Regions from separate parts of the Mus musculus genome. Here regions 1, 2 and 4 are each linked to region 3. Evidence: chromatin contacts called from public HiChIP or PLAC-seq and promoter capture Hi-C data. All regions are on one chromosome and are shown on one strand. Each heading gives the region's core, a stretch centred on a gene start, on an enhancer-like site or on the middle of the called end of the contact. The rest is flanking DNA. Distances are from core to core; before and after follow the strand shown. Region 1 holds the start of Stard9 (START domain containing 9). Region 2 overlaps Zfp106 (zinc finger protein 106). Region 3 holds the start of Tmem62 (transmembrane protein 62). Region 4 overlaps Zfp106 (zinc finger protein 106).

Region 1 (6,140 bases), core at 1,583-4,082, 350 kb after region 3:
GCTGATGTCTGATGTCTGGACCACATTATGGCCAACACAAACCCTATATTATCTGGTAAAATTCCTAAGGATGCCATGGATAAAGTATTATCAGTTGTGGGGCTCAGGATAAAGTCTAACTGGTGACCAGGTGAGTTACATAGACACACAAATTGCCCCTGGCAAGAGTTAAGCTGATCATGGCCCTTATCACATCCCTGGGGTTAGTTTCAAAGCAGCTGCTTATCAGTTTACAAAACAGCTGCACTATTCCAGTTAGCAGACCATTGACCAAACCACCACATCTTCTGGAGTCTACGCACAATTCTCTTCTTGTTTATTTGCTTTATGATTGGTCCACGATTCCTCTACAAGCCTCTTCCATCTCCTGCTCTTTCATATACTAGACATATTCACCCCAAGAGGCCACCTAATTATAATAGTTCTTAATTTAAAAAAAAAACAGATATTTCAGGCTTACCTTTACATTCCTGATTTTTGCCACTTTGTCATCAACTTCCACAATAATTCTTCCCCCTTCTTTGGTCTCCCTAAGAAATAAGAACAGAATTTAAATGAGAAAAAAAAAACCCTTTTTGTTTTGTTTTCTGAGACTGATTCTCACATATCCTAAGAACCCTAAAAAAAAGTGGGGGAAATGAATGCATGGTGTGAAAGGCACAGGAGAGTGGGGGCAGAGCACAGACCAGGCAGGTGCTCTTCAGCAGTGAGTGAGTCTGGATAGACAAGGACAGCATCTCACAGTGACAGACAGCTGAGGTCAAGGCTAGGGCTTCAAAACCACTTCTGTGCTGTTATTTTATTCAAGGTCATCTCTAGCCCTATAGAACAAAGGAGTAATTTTGAGCATCTCAGAAAGGAGCAGGATGGTGCGGCGAGTCAAATCCTGCTTTTTAGAACTTAAACAAGACAATGTTCTCATTTGGAAAAAATAATGTTAGCTTTGGCTAGGTGACTTTAATGGTTCCTTCACACATACAGTTATCAGTGCTGATGACTTATTTGAATATTAGCACAGACTACATAATCAGCAGATTCCACACATGCAAAACAACCTCAATGAGCAGCGGGTACTACCACTATCTCTGCAGACTTCTGTGGGAATTGAAGAATGGTCTGCTCTGACTTCTTGGCTGAGATTGCACTGAGTGCTTACATAACTACCTCTGAATCTATGGTCCTTGTGAACCGGGAGCCTGCTAAACTCTGCTCACTCCTGGAGATCAGTGGGCTTGACAGTCTACCACTTACTCTCAAGGCCCCACACTGGTGCTGAAAGTAAGTTTCCTGGTTGTTTTTCATTGTTGTTGGATGAGATACATTATTCTTAGCAGTGACTGCAAATATCAACAGCATTTTCCTAATCTAATCCATGCTATTTGAAATTGCTGGTTTCCAAGGAACTAAACAGTTAAGAGTAAGTGGTCAATGTTGCTATCCTACAAATCCTAAAAGACAGTTTGGAAAGGACCTCCTCCTAGACAGCAGCTACTCCCAGGAGGCCCCCAGCCCTGAGTCACCACAGGCAGTGATATAAAGCCAGATGTTTAAAAAGTCATTTACCAATCAAAACACAGCAATTTGGGGTACACTCTTTTGTGTTCCTCCTATCTCACTGCTCTCATTCGGTCTAAACTTTTAAAAGCAGATGGCCTCTAAAAGGACAAACCTAACCCATACAGAACCATTTTCGTCATAGGAGACAATGCCCTTTTTGACCTCTGTTCCCATTTACCAAGGTATCTTGTGTACTGGACAGTTAAAAAAAACCTGCTAATTCCAATACATGTCATCTGGTCTAGACCCACACTCTGCCAGTTTTATCACCCATCACTCTTCCGCTTCAACCCAAGCAGGTGTCCAAGGCTTCCATCTACACCCTAAGAGCAGAGATTTGCTCTTTCTTCCTGTTCTTGGAGGACTCTGCACTTCTTCTCCTTACTTGTCAGAAAACTCAAAGATCATTCACAACAGCTCTTTGACACCAACTTTTGTGCAAAGCATTCTCTGACTTCCCAAGTGAGAGGAAAAGAGGATGAAGTGTGCAGCTTCACACTGGATGCCTCAAGGGCTGAGGGGTGCAGAATCAGGCTCCTACACAAGGAACTAGCTAGCATGGAGGACACCAAGAAGAGATGTCTGGAGAAACTTCCCCTATGTCACAGTTCAGTCTTTAAATCACACCAACTACTGAGCACAGGTTGAGAGTGTACTTTCTCTGGGCCTTTATTTTCCTTCCATATCCTGATAATTCTTTTTCCTATGTCCTCTTGGAGCAATCCCATGTGTATATACGGACACAACAGCCTCCAGTCCTCACTTGGGTACTCCCAGAACACCAAAAGTAGTGGAGTCTGCCCATCCTTTTGTACTTCCTCACGTCATGCTCCGTGAGAAAGGCCCTACTACGTGCACCAAGACCCAAGCCAGGGTCCCTAGAAACTAGTTGGCAGGTCACCAAGGACATGCACACAGGGCAGCGACTCCTGGAGCCACACAAGAACTGCTATCTCCTAGGACGCGAAGCCCTGTCCCTCCAGGCCTTCTGGACCCTGAGCCTCCATGACAATCTGTGTCTGATTTTTTTTTTTTCTCCACGCCAGTCCACCCTGAGGAAGGCAGGGACCTCGCACTCCTCTCAGCTCACTTGACCCCTCAGGCGCCCCCTCCTGACAGACTCACCGCTTGCTGAGAGGCCGGACCCTCACGGCCACCTGCACATTCGCCATCCCTCCGCCACAACCCAAGACCCACACAGCGGTCCGGCGGAAGCATCCCTGGCCGGCGTCCAGCGAACAGACCCAGCCACAGGCACTGCAAGAGCCACAGACTGCCCCGCCCGTCCCACGCGCCTCCCGACCGCAGCCCAAGCCTCGCCCTAGGGGGCGGGGCCCACTAGGTATCAACCAATCCTGAGACAGATGGGGGTGGGCCTCCTTGCCTTGCTCCACCCTCTCACTTCTCTGGACGCTCCCGCCCGAGTGCAAGGAAACGCCAGACAGGGGCGGGGCCTGCGGAGCCTTAGCCAATCCTGAGGCAGGTGGGCTGAGCAACCTGGTCTCGTTCTACCCCTCGCACCGCTGACTGTCCTACGCAAGCTGTAGTATCTCTTTTGTTCTAAAATCTGGTGACTGAATTTCTGGTTAATACTTGAAAGTTCATGAAGGAAATTAGTAATTTTATTTTTTACCCTATTGGTCTGCTATGTCAAAACTGCGGCTAAATTTTAAGGTCAAAAATAAAGTGGAGCCTATCGTAGAGGCTGAGGCAAGAATATTTTGAATTCAAGGTTAGCCTACATGGTGAGTTGAAGTCAGCCTGGAGTTCAGCGTGAAGTCCCGTCTCAAAACAACAACAATGAAATGAGAAAAACAAATGATTTTGTAATTCTAAGGTGCGTTTAAATGAAGAGGCTTGGGGCTGGTGAGATGGCTCAGTGAGTAAGAGCACCCGACTGCTCTTTCGAAGGTCTGGAGTTCAAATCCCAGCAACTACATGGTGGCTCACAACCATCCGTAACAAGATCTGACTCCTTCTTCTGGAGTGTCTGAAGACAGCTACAGTGTACTTACATATAATAAATAAATAAATCTTAAAAAAAAAAAAAAAAAAGGTGTGGGCTGTCATGCCCAGCCTAAAAAAAAAAAAAAAAAAAAATGAAGAGGCTTTTTTTTTCTTCTTTCTTTCTTTTTTTTTTTTCCTAACTTACTGACAAATTTCTCTCGGTTGCCCTGTAACTTCACTACCACCCTAAGCAGTATTTATAGTACATACAGAGCAAATGCTGTCTGATCAGAGCTGGTTTATTCAAATAAGAAATAGCTATTTATAGCTGTAAAGCCTGAAGCCCAGCTCTGAGACCTGGGGTGCTGATGAACACTTAACAATTCCAACACTGGGGAGTTCCAAGACCTCCACACAGGAAGCTCCCATGTCTCACAACAGCAAAAACAGAAACAAGGGTCCGTTTCTGATGGTGACAAATTTGTGTCCACTGAAGACTACTAAATCGTCAAACATCATGATTAGAGAGAGGTGGGGTAGGGTTAGCCATTGTATTATTAATATTAGGGTTAGAGTTTATATAAGCTGGAGAGTGGTTCTGCAAGCCTTTATTTAATCTTAGCAATTGGGAGGCAGAGGCGGGTGGATCTCTGTGAGTTCAAGGCCAGACTGGTCTACAGAGTGAGTTCCAGGACAGCCAGGGCTACACAGAGAAACCCTGTCTCAAAGAAAGAAAGAGAGGAAGGAAGGAAAGAAAGAAAGAGAGGAAGGAAGGAAGGAAGGAAGGGAGGGAGGGAGGGAGGGAGGGAGGGAGGGAGGGAGGGAGGGAGGGAGGGAGGGAGAGAGAGAGAGAGAGAGAGAGAGAGAGACTCACACAAAACCAAGACAAACAAGAAACACACAGACCAAAAAACAAAAAACCCCAAGTCACTTCCTTCATGAGAATTAGGATCTTATGGAAAAGGAAATAACTATCTAAATGTGTATAACATTGTGCCAGACACAAAATGCAAAGAAAAATAAAAGGGAATAAAAGAGAGTAACAGTGTTAGGTGGTTAAAGAGAAAGTTAAGAAAGTCACTACTTTATATAGACTCTTAAAGGAAGTCCTCACTGATACCAGTGACACCCCACTATATTTGAGGAAAGTAAGGCTGGGAAGTTTTTCAGAGACTATTAGTTCATAGAATTTCCTACGTCAGCCTCTATTAAGGCAGACACTGTTCTAAGCAATCAGAACACACCTGTCTGGTGAAACCTCTGACCTCATAGAACTGGGAGTAGACTAACAGGTAAAAACAGTTTTAAAAAATGTTTAGCCATGCAGCAAATTAAAATTTAAAAGTATGTTTTAAAAAGCAAGAACGGGGCTGGTGAGATGACTCAGCAGGTAAGGGCACTGACTGCTCTTCGGAAGGTGCTGAGTTTAAATCCCAGCAACCACATGGTGACTCACAACCATCCGAAATGAGATCTGACACCCTCTTCTGGTGTGTCTAAAGATAGCTACAATGTACTAGCATATAATAATAATAAATCTTTGGGCCGGAGAGAGCAGAGGGCCTGAGTTCAATGCTCAGCAACCACATGATGGTTCATAACAATGTACTCACATACATAAAATAAATAAACAAATCTTTAAAAAAGAACAAAACTAGTTGTAAAGAGAACAGAATCATGGAGCCCGAGATTGGAGGGCTGTGTAATCAGAGTCCTGTGTATAATCAGAGTCCTGCTTCAGTTGAGGCAGGAGAATTTTGAGTTCCATGCTAACCTGGACCACATATCAAGACCTGGTATCAAAACAAAACAAAACAAAACAAAACAAACAAACAACAAAACAAAAGCCATGCTGTGTGTGAAAGGACAGACACAGGGAGCAGGTCAGTGTAAGACCCCATGCTTGTAAGACAGTCTTCGTAGGGGTAGACCGAGGTGCAGAGCCAGGATCATGGAGTTAATATGAAGCCACAGTGGCTTCTTGGTTTTATTCAGTGGATTGGGAAACATAGGAAAGTTTTGGAGAAAGTAAAATTATTTGACTTGCATGTTCTAATTTTCAAAATGGTGTGTGTGTGTGGGGGGTCACCATCTTTGGGAGTTCAGATCATTCCAGCTGGACTTGACTATTTGCATCCCCTTATGGAAGGCAGGGGAGTTCGTGGGATCAGCAGCTGGGTATTCAGCCATTCTAAACCACATCTCGCATGTAATTCTGCCCTAATAGCACTTAACGCGGGAGGAGTTAGAGCACATAGACCAGGGGAAGGGAGAAAGAGGGCTGCCTTCTATCTGTGCAGCTATGGGAAAGAGGGCTGCCTTCTATCTGTGCAGCTATGGGAAAGAGGACTGCCTTCTATCTGTGCAGCTATGGGAAAGAGGGCTGCCTTCTATCTGTGCAGCTATGGGAAAGCCTTCATCCCTGCTGGCAAAGACTGCCTTTTGGGGAGAAGAGCACCCACAATCCCATAAGTAACCCCTTACCCATGTTCTGTAAGGAAGCCCAATAAACTTATAAGCACCCCCAGAGCGAACCCACACTCTGTTTATTGTTGGAACCTTAGGAAGAAGAATAGATATTGCTTATTGCTTATGTCATTCTCTGAGAAGGAATTTTAGCAACAAAAGACAACTTG
Region 2 (6,582 bases), core at 4,013-6,512, 440 kb after region 3:
TGAAGCTACTATCCTGTTGTTTGATGATACTAATGTGTTAACTCTATTGTAAGTTTATTGTCTGTAAATGTATGTGCTATTATTAGACTTTAACATCTCAGCATATAAATGGACTTCTTTCTTGCCTGGTTCCTGTAATGTGTAATGGTTGTGTTTCATGGCAACAAAAAGAAGTCTTCACTTCAAAAGACCAATGTGCTTATATATCTGTTTTTAGCTTTTCAATCTTTGATGAGCAAGCTGCAATCCATATAACCACAGAGGTTAGGCATAGAGGAAGGGACTAGGTGTGAGGGATGACTCTCCCTAAGAAGAGGAAATAGAAGAGATAGCTGTGGTGGGCAGGAGGGGGTGGTAATAGGGAAGAGGATGAGGAGAGGAAGTAAGGGAGGGACAGCTAAAACTGAGGTCCTGTTTGATCGATTTGAGCGGTCATATAGAAAAGCCTGATAGAGTAGAAGCTTCCTAAAATATATACAAATATAAAGGGATCTATACTATGTGGTCAGTTTCAGCACTTCCATGAGGTGCTGAAAAAGGGATGTATTCTTTGGTGTTGGGATAGAATGCTCTATACATATCTTAGGTCATTTGTTTTATTGTATCATTTACCTCCAGCATTTCTGTGGTTTTTGTCCAGACGACCTGTCTGTTGGCAAGAGTTGGGTATTCTCCAGCATTTCTGTGGTTTTTGTCCAGACGACCTGTCTGTTGGCAAGAGTTGGGTATTGACGTCACTCAGTATCATTGTATGAGAGTCAATTCTTTTATGAACATAGGTGTCTTTATGTTTGATGTATAGATGTCTAGAATTTAGAATTGCAGTATCTTGTTGGGCCAGGTATGGAGACACACACCTTTATTCCCAGCACTCAGGAAGCAGAGGCAGGAGGATCTCTGAGTTTAAGACCTGTCTGGTCTACATAGGGAGTTCCAGGACAGACTTGGCTACATAGAGAAACCCTGTCTCAAAGAGGGAAAAAAAGTCTGTTCACCTTTTTCCTCTTTAATAAAATCCCTTTCTGTCCTGTTATCTGGCCTACTCAAACTTAATATTCATTCACATCTTTAGATCTATGTAAACGCTTTGTTCCATCTTGAATAACTGAGCCTCATGCTGACTCTATGTTGCTCTATAGGTTCCTTTTCTCTTGTAAATAACATCTTGACCACCCTAACTCATTTTATTTAGAGATCCTCATATCGATAAAGGTTCCTTCATGTTATGTCCAGCCATAACAAGTTTTATATAATTTGCTAGCTCATAACAAATAAGTTGCATTAAAAATGAGACAATTTTTGAAGAACCCCATAAAGTCTCAAACATACTTCATTGACGTGTAGCCTTAATTTAAGGATAGTCATAACTAGTTTGTGCCTTAGAGACAACTCAATCCTTATCCCGTTCCCCTTAGCCTCAATAGGTGATCATTTCTTCTGGATTTCATACTTAATTACTGTGCTTATTGTTTACTTTTGAGTTATGATCTTGTAAATATAAAATAGTTCATTGATTTTTTGCCTTTTCATTTTTTGAGAAATGATTTCTCTGTGTAGCCCTGACTGTTCTGGAACTCACTCTGTAGACCAGGCTGGCTTTTAACTCACAGAGATCCACCTGCCTCTGCCTCCTGAGTCTTAGGATTAAAGGTGTGTACCACCATGCCTGGCTACGTAAGTTTTTATATTCCGTTTTAAAGGCAAACTTGACCATATTGGTAAGTTTTGTGTGGTTTCTAATATGGGCATAGGGAAGATGTGTGATATGAGCAGTTACTTCAGATAGATGCTATCAAAGACTCATGCCTTTATTTATCGAGCAGCTGTTGTAGTTTTAGTTAGAGCAGGCTTAATAAAGAAAGGCTTATGCATAGAGTATCTTAAGACTGCCTTTTGTACATGAGGGGAAATTGCGTGGTGACAGGATGGAGCTAATTTGGGCCCTTCAAACACCCTGAGGAAAATTATTGCCTTTATTAGTTATGACACAAAGGCAGTACATTTTATCCATAATTATATGTTTATACAAAGTATGTAAGCCAATTATTAATGAAAAATTCAAAAGAGGTATATTGATGGCTTGAACATATATTTTTCTTTCATAAATAAAGTCATAATAATCTATATTGAAAAAATTAAACATTGTACAAAAGTCCCAATAGAACTGGTGTGGCCACATCCAATGCTGTGTCTTATACAATAAGTAGAAACGTAGATGAAAACAATGTGATTTCTAACTAAAGACAGTTGGCTTGGATCTCAGCTGCAGTGTATGTGCGGTATTTGTCGTATAGTCTCTAGAGTCTTCTGGCGCTGCCCGTTGTGAGCAGATTCCTATTTATATTATAAACTTTCTGTGTTGCTGTGAGATATTTGCTTGCTATTACAAGAGAATGAGCTAGCATCAATTTAGATGTTTCAAAGAACTTTATTTAAAGAAATTTATTAGAAATGAGCTAGCATCAATTTAGTTGTTTCAAAGAACTTTATTCTTAAGAAGCTGTTTGTTTGTGACAGGGTCTCACTTCTGTAGTCCTGGCTGGCCTGGAACTCACTGAATAGACCAGGCTGACCTAAAACTCACAAAGATCCACCTGCCTCTACTTCCACATTCTTTTCTTTTCTTTTCTTTTCTTTTCTTTTCTTTTCTTTTCTTTTCTTTTCTCTTTTCTTTCCTTTTCTTTTCTCTTTTTCTTTTCTTTTCCTTTCTCTTCCTTCCTTCCTTCCTTCCTTCCTTCCTTCCTTCCTTCCTTCCTTCCTTCCTCTCTCTCTCTCTCTCTCTCTCTCTCTCTCTCTTTCTTTCTTTCTTTCTTTTTTTTTTTTTTTTTTTTTTCCAAGACAGGGTTTCGCTGTGTAGCCCTGGCTGTCCAGGAACTCACTCTGTAGACCAGGCTGTCCTCGAACTCAGAAACCCGCCTGCCTCTGCCTCCCAAGTGCTGGGATCAAAGGCGTGCGCCACCATTTCCCAGCTTCTACATTCCTTTAATCTTTAAACATATCTTTAAATATATAGACGTGGTTAGAAAATAATGCATTAAAATATTATAGGATAGTATGGAATTAGAACATTGATTTTTGGGTAACCCATTGATATTTTTAGGGAACCTGGTCAGAGTTCTTCATTTTAAAATTTTTAAATGAAAGCATTTGTGCTACAAAGTTTAAAAAAAAAAGTGTAAGATTTCTACATTTTTCCATTTTCAGAGACTCTTTCAAAATAAGAAACAGTATTGGGTGTGGGTGTGTGCCCAAAGTTGCTACTGCTTTTGCTCTTCCAAGCTCCCCCTCCCCCTTTCATTTTTGAGACAGGGTCTCCCTTTGTGGCCCTGGCTGGTCTACAACTTGGTATATAGATGGACTAGGCTGACTTTGAACCCACAGAGGTCTGCTTGTCAGTCCCTTAATAATGCTGTTTCTGTTTCCTTTATTGGGGGTTGGGTTACTTTTTGATTTTTGTTTTTCAAGACAGGGTTTCTTTGTGTAGCCCTGGAACTTGCTTTTTGAACCAGGCTGGCCTTGAACTCACAGAGATCCATTGGTCTCTGCCTCTGCCTCCCAAGTGCTGCAGGGTTAGGGTTAGTGACTGCAGCCACTGCCGTCTCCTCTTGCTTCTTCTACTTTTTAATTATATTTTTTATTAGATATTTTCTTTATTTACATTTCAATTGTTATCCCCTTCCCTAATTTCCTCTCCGAAAAATCCCCTATCCCCTCCACCCTCCCCTTGCTTCCCAACCCACCCACTCCTGCTTCCTGTCCCAGGCATTCCCCTATACTAGGGCCTAGAACCTTCACAGGACCAAGGGCCTCTCCTCCCATTGATGACCGACTAGGCCATCCTCTGCTACATATGCAGCTAGAGCCATGAGTCCCACCATGTGTTTTCTTTGGTTGGTGGTTTAGTCCCAGGGAACTCTGGGGGTACTGGTTAGTTCATATTGTTGTTCCTCCTGTTTGCTTCTACTTAGTGCAATGCTGCAGATCAAACCTATTGCCTTATGCCCTGCACTCCCAATGCTACCTACCATTTCCTGTCCAACTGCATTGCATTTTGTTCCCTGCGATTTATTTTTTTGTATGTTAGTGTATTTATGTAGTAAATGCATACCATGTGAGAACCAGTGTCCACAGAGGTCAGAAATGGGTGTCAGATCCCATGGCCCTCAGAAATTCTCTGAGACAAGGAAAAATGTTCTTAACTACTGAGCCATCTTTCTAGCCCTCATGATTGTATTTTAAGATGTATCAGGCATTGTTTGAGTTTTTATAGTTTGTAACTAAGTAACATAGTGTTTTGCTTGGCATTTAGTAATTGTTGGTAAAGTGTTTGTTTTGCTTTGCTTTAAATGGGCATTCAAGTGATTTGTAACAGAAAGTGTCTTCTAGTAAATGAAGTGCTCAGTTTCAAGGACTTCTGTTAATTCATGTCAATTCTGCTTATTTTGATTGAGTTTGGTTAAAACTGGGGGTTGGGGGAGGTGACTGAGTGTGTTTCATAGCATGTGTCTGGAGATTTATATAGGCAGACAGATGTAGATACCCACATTGGTGTGGGAATCACAGAAATATCACTACTATAAACCCATAGCACAAGCACTTAGACTAAGTTTGAATTATTGGACAGCCACAGTTGCACGCTTCTCATTATTGTTGCACAGACAGATGACGTAATCAGGGGATTGAAAGAACTTAGAAACAGTTAAATTATTGATCTGCTACATATTAAAGAGGATTTAAGATTTTGATTCTTAAAACTGGCCAAACACAGTTGGAAAAATAGATAGCTCAGCAGTTAAGAGCACTGACCGCTCTTCCAGAGGTCCTGAGTTCAATTCCCAGCAACCACATGGTGGCTCACAACCATCTGTAATGGGATCCAATGCCCTCTCCTGGTGTGTCTGAAGACAGCTGCAGTGTATGTGTATATATATAAAAGAAATCTTTAAAAGACTGGCCAAAGAGGAGATTTTGCTATTGAGTCAAGTAGAAGAAAAAGTAGACAGAAGCAAGCCAGTCATCACCAGTTTAGGTAAAAGCCAATTTTGTGTGTATCTGGACTGCATCATTTTCTGAAACTGGAGAGAAAACATTTGCCTAACAGCTGCTAACTTCCTACATTTGACATGGTTTCAATTCCCTTTAAATAAGCCTGCTGAAGCAGTGTGTCACATGTATCATCCAGACTAAGAACATTTGCTACTACTGTCTCTTGCCAGGGTCCGGACTCTTCACATTCCAGGCAGAGTGCCAGCTGTTTAATTTTTAGTTACCAAGCTGAGATTGGCTGTTCCCCCTCCTCTTTGCTCCACCCCCAACTTTCACTGGAAGAGCACTTTAGAGCTGGAGATTAAATGGATGTGCTGTCACCAGGCTTTCTGAGTGCAGCTGCCATCATGGGTGTGCCCCAGAGCAGCTTGTCTTTGCTCTGAGCCCCCTGCCCTGCCTCCCCTTTCACCATGTTTCCTTCGGCAAGATTTTAAGTACAGCAATTCAAGAAGATTTCTCCTAAAGCCTATTAATTTGAAGTGTTTTACCTCTTGATTGCTGGAAAAGAATCTTAAATTTATTCCAAAGTAATTTATAAGCAAATATACTAACAGTGGTGAGAGGAGCACCGACTTGATTCCCTCTAACCTTCCACTGTGGCCATCTGCATACAGAGTCTTTCAGAGGCAACTAGCAATCTGGTGAGTGTGCCATGCCAGTGGGGAGCATTGAATGTCCTTCATCTCCCTCTTTCCCTAGGGACATTAGTCATGAGTGCCGAGTGTGCCGGGTCACAGAAGTGGGTCTCTCTGCATATGCAAAGCACATTTCTGGCCAGTTGCACAAAGATAATGTTGATGCCCAGGAAAGAGAAGATGATGGAAAGGAAGAGGAAGAGGAAGAGTATTTTGATAAGGAACTTGTTCAGTTAATACAAGAAAGAAAAGAACAAAGTCGGTAAGTTGGTTTGTTTTTAGTTTTGCTTTTTGAGATAGAATTAGATGTAGACAACTTCTCTGTCCTGAGGATGAGCCTCTAGAGCTTTGTGCAGCAAAGAGTACACTCTACTAAGTAAGCCTAAGCTACACTCAGCCTTGTGATTTGACATTGAAAGATAAGTAAGCCTGACTTTAAGACCCTTAAAGCTTAATCTTATTTTAAATATTAAGTTTTGTTTGAGTTTGCTATCTGAGGACTAAGGACTATGAAGTGCTTTTTTGAACTGTTATATTATCTGTCTTTAAACTCAGTCTTGTTTTTAGTCCTGAAAACTATGGTCTTGGTTACTGTGTCTTGAACTGTTCTTATTATCCAATTTTTCTATGAGAAAGCCGTAGAGTATAAGTAAAATGAATAGACATTTCATCTTTTATCATTTGTATTATTATATTTTTTGTTGCCCAAATAATATCTCTTAGGGGAAAGGATGACCTCTTATAAATTAGCATGGTGCTTTTCTTAAATCTGAATTTTACCTTTGGCATCCTAACAACTATACAGTGCCTGGTTCACTCTAGATGTAATATTAATATTACATTATATTAAAACATTAATATTTTAAGTTTGACAATAGCAAGACTATTTGAACAATATATG
Region 3 (6,163 bases), core at 2,177-4,676:
GGATGTTATATGCATCTAAAAGAAGAAAAGCAAACATGTATCACTTTCTATAACACATTAAATGGCAAGGTGTCAACCAACTGCACACTTTAAAAGCAGTAACTTTACTGACTGAGCATACCGGAGAATAGTAGGCACATTGTAATTTTGTTCAGAAGAAATCAGTTTGAAAGTTCTAAGAGTAGACTGTTGTTTCTGCTTGCCTGAAACTTTCTAGGTGGCTCATGTTGGCCTCAAACTTGTTTATCCTGCCTTGACCTCCCTTGAGCTGGGAGGATAGGCATGTGTTACCATACCTGTCTTGTTGCTGCTGTTTTAATCATGGGATTATAGAGTCAGAAAGAAACAAATCTATACAACCGTAACAAGTGCTTCTACACAGAGTCTCTAGTCAGGCTGGCCTGGAACTCCCTCTGCCAGAGAGAATGACCTTGAATCTGTTTGTGGTACTCTTGCCTCTACCTCAGGAATGCTGCCACATCCAGTATGCAGTTTTAGGGACCAAGCCAAATGACTCATGCATACTAGGCAAGCACTCTACCAACTAAGCTATAATCTCAGTACTATGGCCTTTGACAAATACACAGTTATATATTTAAGACCACAATCAAAATAGCAGTTCAATCATATCCCAAATCTTTAAAGTCAGTTTCTCCTTCTATTTCTACCTCTGGCAACCACAACCTGTCTTTCTGCCTATAGTTTTTATCTTTTCTTGAATGTCATATAAATGGAATCATACAACAGGAAAATGTAGATGGAGTTTCTTTTTTTTTTAACACATATAGGGGTGTTTCTATTTTATTTATTTATTTTACCCATTTTAAACATTTTCCCACAAGAATTTCTGAAGAACACTTTCTCCCATGTAAAGAAGAAAACACTATATCAACTTTCACTGGAAAGGCCAACAATGACATCTCCATCTCAATGTTCTTTGTTTTTTGTTTTTTTTTTTTTTTTGTTTTGTTTTGTTTTTTGAGACAGGGGCTTTGCTATGCAGCCTAGCTGACCTGGAACTAGTCTGGCCCCAAACTCACAGAGCTCTACCTGTCTCTGATGTCTTAATATCGTATTTTATAGCTGCACATAAGAGATTTGGCCTTCACTATGTCCAAATTTATGTTACAATTTTCCATTTTATAACTCTATAATCTAAACTAGAAAAATCTATATTTTTGAAGGAAGCTATATTCTATTCTGCTCTTGGCAGATTTACCATGATTTCCTTTGATATCCAGCCACTTGGTTTTTTCCATGACTCTTGTCTTTTTCAGAATTCTCTGGTAAGTTTGCCATTCTACTTCATGTTGTCTGGATCCCAAGTGTTCCTTTGTTTTGGCATCTGTCAGGTCTCCTGTGGGTTTACACAGAATGGACTTGAAATGTAAAATAAACTCCAGGGGACTCAAACAAGCATGTTCAACACAAATTTGTAAACTATTCAGCACGAATACAAAAATCAATTGAGTCCACATATGTCCAAAGCAAACCATTTAAGCCATTTAAACTAACAAGATTATCTCAGCAAGGGTATTGTTATTATAGGTTAACAAGTGTTTGTGTAGTCTATAGCGATATTAGGAGTGAGTTGTGGGGGGAGGGGAATGACTTAAAGAGCCCACTACAATGGCCTAGAGAGATGGCTGCTCTTCCTGAGGTCCTGAGTTCAATTCCCTATAACCACATAATGACTCACAACAATTTATAATGAGATCTAGTGCCCTCTTCTGGCATGCAGGCAGAACATGATATACATAATAAGGAGAGAGAGAGAGAGAGAGAGAGAGAGAGAGAGAGAGAGAGAGAGAGAGAGAGAGAGAGAGAGAGAGAGAGAGAGAGAGAGAGAGAGAGAGAGAGAGAGGGAGAGAGGGAGAGGGAGAGAGAGAAAAGAGACACAGTACAAAATTCAATGAAACTCCTTTGTGTGATGTTGCAACATTGTAGCAAGTGCCTATTACCTATTGCAACAGTTGTTTTCCAACCCCTAAACCAGGATTTATGCTGTGACCAAGCATTATTTCAGAGCAAAAAACAATCTAGTTTGACCAATGAAATGCTAAAGTTTCTAGGAAGTAAACAGAACACCTGAAGCAGGGACTTATTCATTATCTGAGGACAGATACTTCATCTTAGTAAGAGACATGTTTCAGAAGGGTGAGTGACAGCCGAGCCACCCAAAAAACAGAACACAGAACACAACTCTTTGGAGCTTTTCCTACCCAACCTTTGGGCTCACACGTGCACAGGTTTGAAGAGTCCTCAAACAACTGAAAACATAACCTCCTTGTACAGAAAAATATAAGTCAGCAAAGGAGAGCTTTTGATTCCCGGTTATAGGGCACCCCCTAATATTCAAATTCATCAGGACATCATCACCATCAATACACGCGCACGTGCGCACACACCCACACATAAACACACACACACACAACACAAATATGGCAGACAACATCTGGTCGTAAGCATCACAAGCCTTATTCCTACTGAGAAAAACCTTGAGATGGCAAAGCATTTAGCCTGGATCCTGACTCCATTATCCACCACTTCAAAGGGCTCACTGACGGTCTAGGGCCAGAGTTGCCAACACCCTCAAGCGAATAGCTGCTGCCCATTCTACCATCAGGACCATAGAACACCACCACCGCACCGCACACAGCACAGGAATCCTTCCTACCAGTGGCCAGGACAAGAGCCGGTTGAATGATGTCAATAGTTTCCGAACAGAACTTCTCTAAGGCCAGCGCTCTGCCTGGATCTTGAAATCTGCTCAGGTGAATGTCGGATATCTGTCAAAAGCAGGCATTGGACAGACACGTTATCTGAGTCAGGAAGAGCCGCACCGACACGGGTGGCCCGTCAGCTCTCGGGGAGCGGAAGGGAAAGAAAAAGATGCCCTAACGAACCCCGGGGAAGGAGAGCCGAGCCTCCCGGCGGACTGCGACCGAGGCCCCCTGCTGGGCGAGCCCGCCCCGCGCTGTGCCCTCCCCTGGCCTCCCGCCACTTCACCTGCAGCCCCCAGAAGATGTTGTTGGCTTCCGAGCCCGGGGCGGGGTGCGGCCTCTGGGAGCCTCTGGGCTTCGGCAGCGGCGTAGTCGGCCCAGCCAGGCCGTAGTGCTCCAACAGCAGGGCGGCCACCGCGGCCGCCGCCAGCCCTGCCACCACCCGGACCGCCAGCATTCTCGCCATCTCGGCGCAGCCCCGGAGCGCTCCGGCCCGCACTTCCGGCCTCTGTGGCCTCCCGCCGCCTCCGCAACTCGCCTCAGCCCAGGCCTCCGCGCCGCGGCAGCCCGGTTGCCCGGCGTTTGACAACCTAGTGAGGACCAGGAAGAGCCAAGCGAGGGGGTGGCAGGGAGGCAGCTCGCCACCTGGCTCCACCAGGGTCTGGCATCCCTGACCGTGGTGCGACCTCAGCACCTGTAAAGCGAAGTTAATGACACCTTGCGTGCGTGCGGGGTGCTTGTGAGAATCAAAGTGAGTATCAGGACGCCTCTTAAAGTACAAATGCGACGGGCGGCTCACTCTGGCTCCTTCACGAATAACATAACCCCACAGGATTCCTTATCTTGTGGAAATTATCTTTTTCCTTAATCTGATTTTATATGTACTTGTTATGGTATTGTGGCACTGTAGTATACTTGTAAATTAACTTTTTCTATTGCCTGAAGCAGAATTAGAGTCTAGTCGTGGCCTTAATTTATCAAACCTACTTCTTTATTGTTGGCTTTCAACTCTTTAATATGTGTTGCTATTAAGAATAAACATTTTTATACAAATCGTGCTTTAAACAATATTTCCTTGGGATATATTGTCAGTGTTGTAATTTTTCAATCAGTTCAACATCTCTGGACTGTAATAAGCCATTGATGCAAACAGAAAACATAAGGGAGCATTTCCAGTGTGGTTCCCAGCACCTACATTAGAAGGCTTCTGACCACAAGCGCCAGGGAATACAACGCCCCCTTCTGTTCTCTATAGAGAATGCACTGGGTTGCATAAACCCACTTTCAGACACACATATAATTAGTACAAAAATAAAATATTTTTAGGTGGGTGTGATGGCACACACTTTTAATGCCAGCATTTGGGAAACAAACGCAGGAAGATTTCTGTGAGTTCGAGGCCAGCTTGGTCTACATAATGAGTTTCAGGACAGCTGGGACTATGTAGAGAGACCCTATCCCCCCAAAAAATTAATTACAATTTTTAAAAAGATTTACATGTTGATTTTATGTATGTGAGTACACAGTCACCCTCTTCAGACTCACCAGAAGAGGGCATCCGATCCCATTACAGATGGTTGTGAGCCACCATGTGGTTATGGGAATTGAACTCAGGATCTCTGGAAGGGCAGTCAGGGCTCTTAACTGCTGAGCCATCTCTCCAGCCCCTACAAAATATTTTTTAGAATCTTTATTGTTATCATATGGGTATGAGTATCTTGCCTGCATGTATGTCTGTGTACCATGTGTGTGAATTGCCCATGGAGGACAGAAGAGGGCACTGAATCCCTTCGCACTGGAGTTGCAGACTGTTGTGAAGGACTATGTAAGTGCTGAGAGCGGAATCTCAATCCTCTGTAAGAGCCACAAGTACTCTTAACCACTGAGGCACTTCTTCAGCCCTTAAAAATAAAATGTTAAAAAAATTTAACTGTAAAAGGAAAATAAAGATACTAGAAACAATTCACAATACAAACCTTTAAAATAAGCCAAGCTTAGTGGCTCAAGCCTTTAATTCAGCACATGGAGACAGAGACAGGATGATCTCTGAGTTAGAGGCCAGTCAAGGCTACATAATGAGATTCTGTCTCAAATAAAACAAAATTTTAAAAATCTTTAAAATGACACACACAACAGAATATCATACAATAACTAAAGTAAATTTGAAGAAAAATGTATGGGGTAAAAGTGTGTTAATAACAGGCTAATAAACTTCCTAAGATTTATAGTATGACACACTTAAGGCCAAGGACAGACCAATGCAAGAGCATAGAAGTGTAAGACTATATAGTATGTTTGTGGGAAATGTGAATAAACTTTAAGGTCAGAGATAACAATGGAGGTTAGGCTGACAAAAACATTTCAGGGTAGATTTCAGAAGAGATTTGTGTGGCATGCAAATTAAATTTCATACAATATACGTAGTATACATAGATAAGAGAGTCTCACAGCAATATATATAAGAAAGTTTCTTGAGATAAAAGTGGTGCCATGGGTGGAGAGGTGGCTCAGCGGTTAAGAGCACTGACTGCTCTCCTGAAGGTCCTGAGTTCAAATCCCAGAAACCACATGGTGGCTCATAACCATCCATAATGAGATCTGACACCCTCTTCTGCTGTGTCTGAAGACAGCTACAGTGTACTTACATAAAATAATAAATAATTTTTAAAAAGTGGTGCCATACAGCTATAATCCCAACTTGCAAGTTTGAGATATGATTTGAATTGCACCTTAGAGACATAAAAGTCAGGAGTTCAAGTCCAGCCTGGGCTACATAACACAAGAAGTAGAAAATTCTATGAAGTTTTATTTCATGGACAAAATTATTCATGCCATTCCACAAAGTGTTTAAAATATATAACAATTTTTTTTTGTTTTTTGAATAGAAATTAAAAGGTCAAACACAAGTTTTTGAAGAATATTATGAAAGAAAATCAGCATCATAGCCAGGGATGAATAATCTATTCATGAGATATATAGAAAGCATAGATACTTAACTGGGTGTGGTGGCACACACCTTTAGTCACAGCACTGTAGAAGAGAGCTAGCAAGTTCCAGGCCATGTAGGCTACATAGTGAGACCCTGACTAAAACAAACAAAACAAAAACAAACAACCGAGCACCCCACTGTTAAAAAGTATTATAGCAATCTCAACCAAAATTCAGCAGTTATTTTAAAAAGCCGGGCATGATGTGCTGTGCCTTTATTCCTTGCATTAGAATAGAGGCAATAAGCACAAGAATCCATAGCGAAGAAAGAACTCTGCAAGTCTGGATGGGCATTGTTACCTGAGGATACCAAACAGTAATAAACTCTAGGCCCGTGGTTGGGGATGCTGATGCCTAATGAGGCATTCACAATGGAAAGACTGTGTATGCTGATCCCTGACTCCCTTCCCCCTAAATGAAAGTGCTTTTGTATAGAAGAAAACCATGGGGTG
Region 4 (6,249 bases), core at 2,466-4,965, 460 kb after region 3:
ACTATCCATGGAGGCAGGGGTCGGAAGTGTGGCTGCTGTAGCTCCACACCCCATCAGTGCCAGGGCTCCTCTGCAACAGCACTGACTGGGACTGTGTAAGGAAAAGCATGCAAGGTAGTTTTGGCCTTTTGGAAACTTTTCAAATAAAAATTGAAGACTCTAGTATATCTAGTATAATCAAGTGATTTGATCCATTGATACTTGTGATAAGTGCAGATTTTTAATTGAAGTGCCAGTCTCCTGATTAGATTGAATTAGGCAATATGAATAAAAACAAAAGGGCAAATTACAATTCTATTTATAAGGACGAAAGCTTAATAGTTATATTTTTCTCTTGTGCAGGTATTGTTGTCAGAGATTGACATCACAAAGAGACTTTGATGTCAGGCAGAAAGGTTTAGATGGCTGAAAGTCAAGAAGTAGAGGACAGATTTGAAAACTTTTGCATGCATGAATTTTGCAAATCAGGGCTGGCTCTTTTTGGCCGATGTTCTAGAATGCAGAATATAGTACTCAAGATAGACTGTTTACCTTGCAAGCTCTGTCCATCACTAGACACTGAACTCCAGACAGTTCTTAGCATGTCAAGATGGCTTGAAGTCATTGCTCAGCTGCCAACTGCTACTTTCTGCTGAGTTTCTGGGAGTTTTACTTCATGTATGTACCCAGAATATCTTTTTAAAAAATGTTTGAAGAAATGTGAAGCTTTGTGAGCAAGATTGAAAGCAGGGGAGAAGAGATAGGGGAGACGTGCATAAAGTGTGAGGTAGAGCATGTGTTTTAGAATTTATGGTATAAACATTCCATTCTGATAGGAAGACTGCTATCTTCTGTTAAAACACCTTCTAAGACACATCTGGTGGCGAGGGTATAGCAGAAGATCAAAGTAACACAAATGTGGAAAATTTAAATTTACTTATTTGTTTTAGATTAATTTCTCTTGTTTTATGTGTAAGAGTGTTTTGCCTGTGCACCACATGCCCACAGAGGTTGGTCAGATCTTTGCCCGAGAGTTTGGAATCTTCTTTACATTGGAAAGAGGACTAGGTGATTAAGAGGCTCAGATTTGGGCTGGTGAGATGGCTCAGCAGTTAAGAGTGCCGACTGCTCTTCCAAGGGTCCTGAGTTCAAATCCCAGCAACCACGTGGTGGCTCACAACCACCCGTAACAAAATCTGATGCCGTCTTCTGGAGTGTCTGAAGACAGCTACAGTGTACTTATATATAATAAATAAATAAATATTAAAGAGAGAGAGAGGGAGGATCAGATTTCCCTCATCTTGCTGCTCACAATACTAGTAACTCCAGAGCCAGGGGAGCCAGTACCCTCACATAGCCTCCATTGGAACCTGAATACATAAATGGTGTACCCCACATGTACACACATACAATAAATAAAAATAAATCTAAATGTGTTTAAGAAAACAGGTACCTCTCAGCAGAGAAATTTTGAAATGTCATGAGATATATAGCATATCTTTTAGGGGGATAAAACACAATGAGAACATAGGCATGGTGCTTCCAGCAGTATGAAGACTGAGGCAGGAGAATTCCTGTGTTTGAGAGTAGTCTGGACTGGCTATATGGTTCAAGACTCAGCTGGGTTGCATAGCAAGACCCTTTTCAGAAAAGAAAAATAACAGTGGAAGAGTCCTAAGTCTGGCAGAGACTGTGCTGGAGTCAGGTGGTTGTTAGGGTCAATACAGTTCAGGTCAAAGGTAGAAAATAATTTTCCGTGTAGTTTGCCCAACTAGGTCAGGGTAGGGAAGTCATGAACAGCAAAGAAGGTTGGAGCTGACATACCTTTGGGATTTAGGATGGGCAGTAGATGGGAGGGTTTATAGCCACTTTAGTTAGCTGTTTTTGAATTTTTTTTTTTAAATTGCTTTTATGGAATGATGGGTTGTTTTTTCAGAACAACAAGCGACAGGAGATCTTTGAATGCCATGGCCCTCGGGCAGTCAGCTGCCTCGCAACAGCTCAGGAAGGTGCCCGAAAACTGCTGGTTGTAGGATCTTACGACTGCACCATTAGTGTTCGTGATGCACGGAACGGACTGCTGCTCCGAACCCTGGAGGGCCACAGCAAGACTGTTCTGTGCATGAAGGTGAGGGAACGGATGGGATTGATGGCGTTTCTGCTGCTGTGCGGTGAGGCTTAGAACAGGCATCCTGTAAAGAGCACAGTCAGGGAGATCATAGTCCTTTGTGCCTGGGTTAAAGCACAAAGCTAGCAAGAAGCAAATGTATTTTATTGTGGCCGCACTCTGTGCCCTTCTAGGATAGTTCATAGTTGTCCTGCATAGGCCATGAACTCAGCAATGCCCTGGCAAGTTCATCAGTGTCTGGTGAGTGGTAAGGCATGTATTTTCAGTTAGAAAATTGTCTGGGAAACATTATCTCATGCAGTTTGCATTCATCTCAAAATAGGAAGGAAATTCACATTTACCAGTGTGCTTTTCAAGTTACAGAGGAGACAGAACTTCCGCAGAAGTGACTGCGCCATTTCTCTTTCAGGTAGTGAATGACCTTGTGTTCAGTGGCTCCAGCGACCAGTCGGTGCATGCTCACAACATCCATGTAAGCTGTGCGGCTGCAGTGGAAGGGTTTTACATGGGAGTCTAAAGCTTGGAGGCTTCCTCAGACCCTTGGTTCTTACATCTGACCCGCTCATTAGCTAGTAAAGCCCCGTGTGCATGTGTGTGCTCTTGGGTGATTTCAAACCTGGAAATCCTATCCTCATCGAAAAGAACTAATCAGAGAAAGACTCAGATTGTATGGAAGGTTTCATTTGAATGCCTGTTTTGAACTTGGGGCTCTTAGCGAGTATTTAAATTAGAACAGATTCAAACTATTGCGAGCCGACCCTCAGGTCTCAGAGGCAAGCAGCTGGTCTGTAGATGGCTTTGGGCCATCCTGACATGTTACTTGGGACCAGTGAAATGGTAATAGAGTGCAGCTTGGCTATTATTTCTTATTTCAGATTGTTTGTTTGTATATTGCATTTGCATATATAAAATAAATATGTTGGGTATAAATATAAAAGTTATTTGATATATACATAGCCTGAAGATAATTCTGTTTTTAATGTGTCTAAGTTTTGACTGTGACCTGGCACATGGTATGCTTTCACCTGCGATTGATGCCTCTGCTCTGAAGTTGTAGATTCTGGAGCATTTCTGATACTTGGATCAGGGATAGTCATACTTCAAAAAGAGAGGAGCAGGCGAATGCCTCAGCAGGTGAAGGTGCTTACCACAAAACCTGATGAGATATGTTCGGTCCCCTTAACCCATTTGGTAGAAGGAGAGAACTGACCTCCAGTTGTCCTCTGACCTCCAGAGTGTGTGCTGTGGCATGTGTGCCTATACAGATACACAAAGTCAGGAAATGTTTTCTGTTCTGTTTTATTTTGTTTTCCTGAGACAGGGTTTCTCTGTGTAGCCCTGGCTATCCTGGAAAAACTGTCTGTAGCTCAGGCTGTCCTGGAACTCAGATTCATCCACCTGCCTCTGCCTCCCCAGTGCTGGGATCAAAGGCGTGCCTCTCCGCCACCTGGTTTGTCCATAAATGTTAAAGTCTGAGGATATGTGTAATGTTTGTGCAGCTAATGGTGCCTTGAGAGTAAAACCGGGAGCTGTTAGCATTAGAAGAGCTGCATTGTTTACCTCAGAGTCTCCCCTTAGAACTTTGCAATCAATGATTGTGGCTGGAATCCTAAAGCTCAGCCTGTTGACTGCCTCCTCTTTTCTGATGCAGACTGGGGAGCTTGTGCGCATCTATAAAGGCCACAACCATGCAGTCACTGTGGTGAATATTCTGGGGAAAGTGATGGTGACTGCTTGCCTGGACAAGTTTGTTCGTGTCTATGAGTTACAGGTAGGATTAGGTCCACATACTTTGTATAACTTCTTTGAGGTGATTGTGCTGGTGTGAGATTGGGATCCACATTTACAGAAGCCTTCTACCATGATTAGGAAGCAGCCAGGCCAAGGACTGCACTCAGATACCACTCTGAGATACTTGATCACGCTCCTGGTTGTCAAAATTAATATTTTTGTATTGCCTTTCTTTCTCTTATGGGTGGTGGGTGACTAGGTGGACAGGAATTGAGACGGGTTGTGTAGCCCTGTGTAGCTAAGAATCTTTGGACTCCTGACCCACTGCCTTCTCTTTCCAAGTGCTGAGCTTAGTGTCATCTTTGACAAAACTTACAGGCTTTCTGGAGAGCATCTGTAGCCCCTTAAAACCTGTCCAGTCTTCCCTACAATGGTAGCTTTATCAAGTCCTCCGCTGACTAATTGATTCTCTAATTGTTTTTCTTCTGCTTAAGTCCCATGATCGACTGCAAGTTTATGGAGGGCACAAAGACATGATTATGTGTATGACCATCCATAAGAGTGTGGTGGGTATTGCTTGCTTTTCAAGTCTTTCTTTGCCTTTGTGTTTACTTAGAACTCCATATGCTGATAATAATGTGTCTACTAAGTAACATCTTCCCAACTTGATTGTGATGCGCCCCGTTACTGTTTACTGAGTGCTTTGCTTGTGTTAAGGAGTAACCCAACAATGTTGTTGAACATTCTATTTCCATTAATAGCTAAAATAAGTGCAGTAAAATCTGTTCCTACAGCTAAGTGGAAGATGCAATTAGATGCTTTAAAAAAAAACAAAAAACCAAAAACACTTGCTTTTGCAGACATGCTGTGAACAGGACACTGGAAACATAGTCAGAATATTTGGCCAGTGTGGCATAGTTAGAGGCAACTCACCTGACCCTACTTAACTTTCTTCTTTGTTTTTAGACAAGGTTTTACTGTGTAATGGTAGCCTTGTTAGGCCTAGAACTCATTGTGCAGACCAGGCTAGCTTCAAACTCAGAGAGATCAACCTGCCTCTCTCTCCTCAGTGCTGGGATTAAAGCCATCCCACCTGGCTCCCTGTTTAACTTAGGGTTTTAATTGTGAGGTCGAATGAGGATGGATGTTTTCAAGATCTTGAGTAGTGAAGCCCTTTCTTGGCAATGCAAACAGACTCCCAGTTTGTTAGCAGCACTGTCCCAGTGCAGAATACATGGGAACATTGAAGCCTGCCATCCTTGCTGTGAGCCACAGGTCAAGGATGACCCTCTGAGGGGCTTTGACCAGGTCTTACATGTTATTTAAATTTCTGTGAAGAGTATTTTGTAGCTGTTTTCTTTGTGTATATTTATTTAGTCTGATACCCTAAGCAAACCTCTTTTTCCAGATTTACACTGGCTGTTATGATGGCAGCATCCAGGCTGTGAGGCTCAATCTGATGCAGAATTACCGCTGTTGGGTAAGAATGGGACTGTTGGCACCAGCCCTGAGGGTTGCTTGGTCTGGGCTGGGTTGATCCTCTTGATCATCAATCAATGTAACGTTCTCATTTCATGATTGGCCTTACACCTATTCTTTTACTTTATGGCAGACAAGCTTCATGTTGGAAGAATACACAGAATGCTTTTTGGCTTCTTTATTGAAAAATCTCAAGTTAGATATGAGATATATAAATTGTATCTTCTCACTTTGTCCCCTGGTTGCTTTGTTTTGAGGAGTCGGGGAGTTGTTTTGTCTTGTTTGTAGTACTAAGGGTTAAACTTCACAGGTGATGGGCAAGTCCTTTGCCACTGAAGTCTCTCCCCTCCTAGGTGGTTTCTGTTTCATTAAATCAGTACAGGAAGTAAATGGTGGGGCTTATTTTTGTAGCCTTTCCTGTCTGCACAGCCCTCCTCTGGTATTACAAGTACTCAAGACTTGACTTATGTCCTTGCTGGTTTCTGATGAATAGGCGAACAAAAACTTGCTTTTTTTTTTTTTTTTTTTTTTTTTTTGGTTTTTCGAGACAGGGTTTCTCTGTATAGCCCTGGCTGTCCTGGAACTCACTTTGTAGACCAGGCTGGCCTTGAACTCAGAAATCGCCTGCCTCTGCCTCCCAAGTGCTGGGATTAAAGGCGTGTGCCACCGAAACTTGCAGTTTTAAATTTCTAATTTTGTCTTAGTCTACTGGGCTAAATTGTGTGGTTTTTAAAGAATAGAAGCTAATAATTAGCCCACAAAACTTAAGCACCATCTGTATAGGCCTTGTTTTTAGCTGGTTCTAGTGCTAGAAGTGACCAGCGAGACGTTTAGCTCTGGGTTTCTTTTCCCCAAACCCTGATCCCTTTACCAGAATTAATGTTGGATATTTTTTTCAAATTTGAGTCTAGGCTTGTCTGTAGGCACATTAA

Evidence for each region. Promoter capture Hi-C pulls out the DNA fragments that hold promoters and counts their contacts. HiChIP or PLAC-seq counts read pairs in DNA pulled down with a chosen protein or histone mark.
Region 1: a promoter capture Hi-C map of the C10 cell line shows a contact between it and region 3. The contact joins the promoter of Stard9 here to the promoter of Tmem62 in region 3. A contact is called at or near these places in 9 of 39 promoter capture datasets (the C10 cell line, embryonic stem cells, erythroid cells and 5 more) and 2 of 115 datasets of contacts at active chromatin or transcription factors (embryonic stem cells and pro-B cells).
Region 2: a contact with region 3 is called in an H3K4me3 HiChIP or PLAC-seq map of stem cell-derived neural progenitor cells, with 15 read pairs. The contact joins the enhancer-like site here to the promoter of Tmem62 in region 3. A contact is called at or near these places in 4 of 39 promoter capture datasets (the C10 cell line, liver and pre-B cells), 1 of 484 Hi-C or Micro-C datasets (embryonic stem cells), 3 of 115 datasets of contacts at active chromatin or transcription factors (the 230-238 cell line, embryonic forebrain and stem cell-derived neural progenitor cells) and 1 of 9 other capture datasets (adipose tissue).
Region 4: a promoter capture Hi-C map of embryonic stem cells shows a contact between it and region 3, with 2.6 times the contacts expected there. The contact joins the enhancer-like site here to the promoter of Tmem62 in region 3. A contact is called at or near these places in 4 of 39 promoter capture datasets (the C10 cell line, embryonic stem cells and liver), 5 of 115 datasets of contacts at active chromatin or transcription factors (the 230-238 cell line, embryonic limb bud, embryonic stem cells and 1 more) and 1 of 9 other capture datasets (adipose tissue).

What each region holds. Positions count from the first base shown.
Region 1 is chr2:120,625,813-120,631,952 of GRCm38.p6, reverse strand. Stard9 (START domain containing 9) reads right to left here and starts at 2,832. Exons shown (of 33, transcript NM_001370940.1): 1 at 2,683-2,832; 2 at 461-530. The coding sequence starts at 2,729.
Region 2 is chr2:120,538,656-120,545,237 of GRCm38.p6, reverse strand. It overlaps Zfp106 (zinc finger protein 106), which reads left to right. Exons shown (of 22, transcript NM_011743.3): 4 at 5,746-5,943. Among named protein-coding and RNA genes, the nearest start is that of Zfp106, 22 kb to the left of the region's middle. Within about 2 kb of position 5,262, at least 151 of the 459 cell types and tissues checked have an H3K27ac peak or open chromatin away from gene starts, as enhancers often do. A contact at or near this core is called in adipose tissue, embryonic forebrain, liver and 1 more, where this site is marked.
Region 3 is chr2:120,974,325-120,980,487 of GRCm38.p6, reverse strand. It overlaps Tmem62 (transmembrane protein 62), which reads right to left and starts at 3,426. Exons shown (of 14, transcript NM_175285.3): 1 at 3,010-3,426; 2 at 2,678-2,789; 3 at 1,220-1,357; 4 at 1-15. The coding sequence starts at 3,189.
Region 4 is chr2:120,511,772-120,518,020 of GRCm38.p6, reverse strand. It overlaps Zfp106 (zinc finger protein 106), which reads left to right. Exons shown (of 22, transcript NM_011743.3): 16 at 1,916-2,107; 17 at 2,517-2,579; 18 at 3,759-3,878; 19 at 4,333-4,404; 20 at 5,247-5,318. Among named protein-coding and RNA genes, the nearest start is that of 4931402G19Rik, 46 kb to the right of the region's middle. Within about 2 kb of position 3,715, at least 7 of the 459 cell types and tissues checked have an H3K27ac peak or open chromatin away from gene starts, as enhancers often do. A contact at or near this core is called in embryonic stem cells, where this site is marked.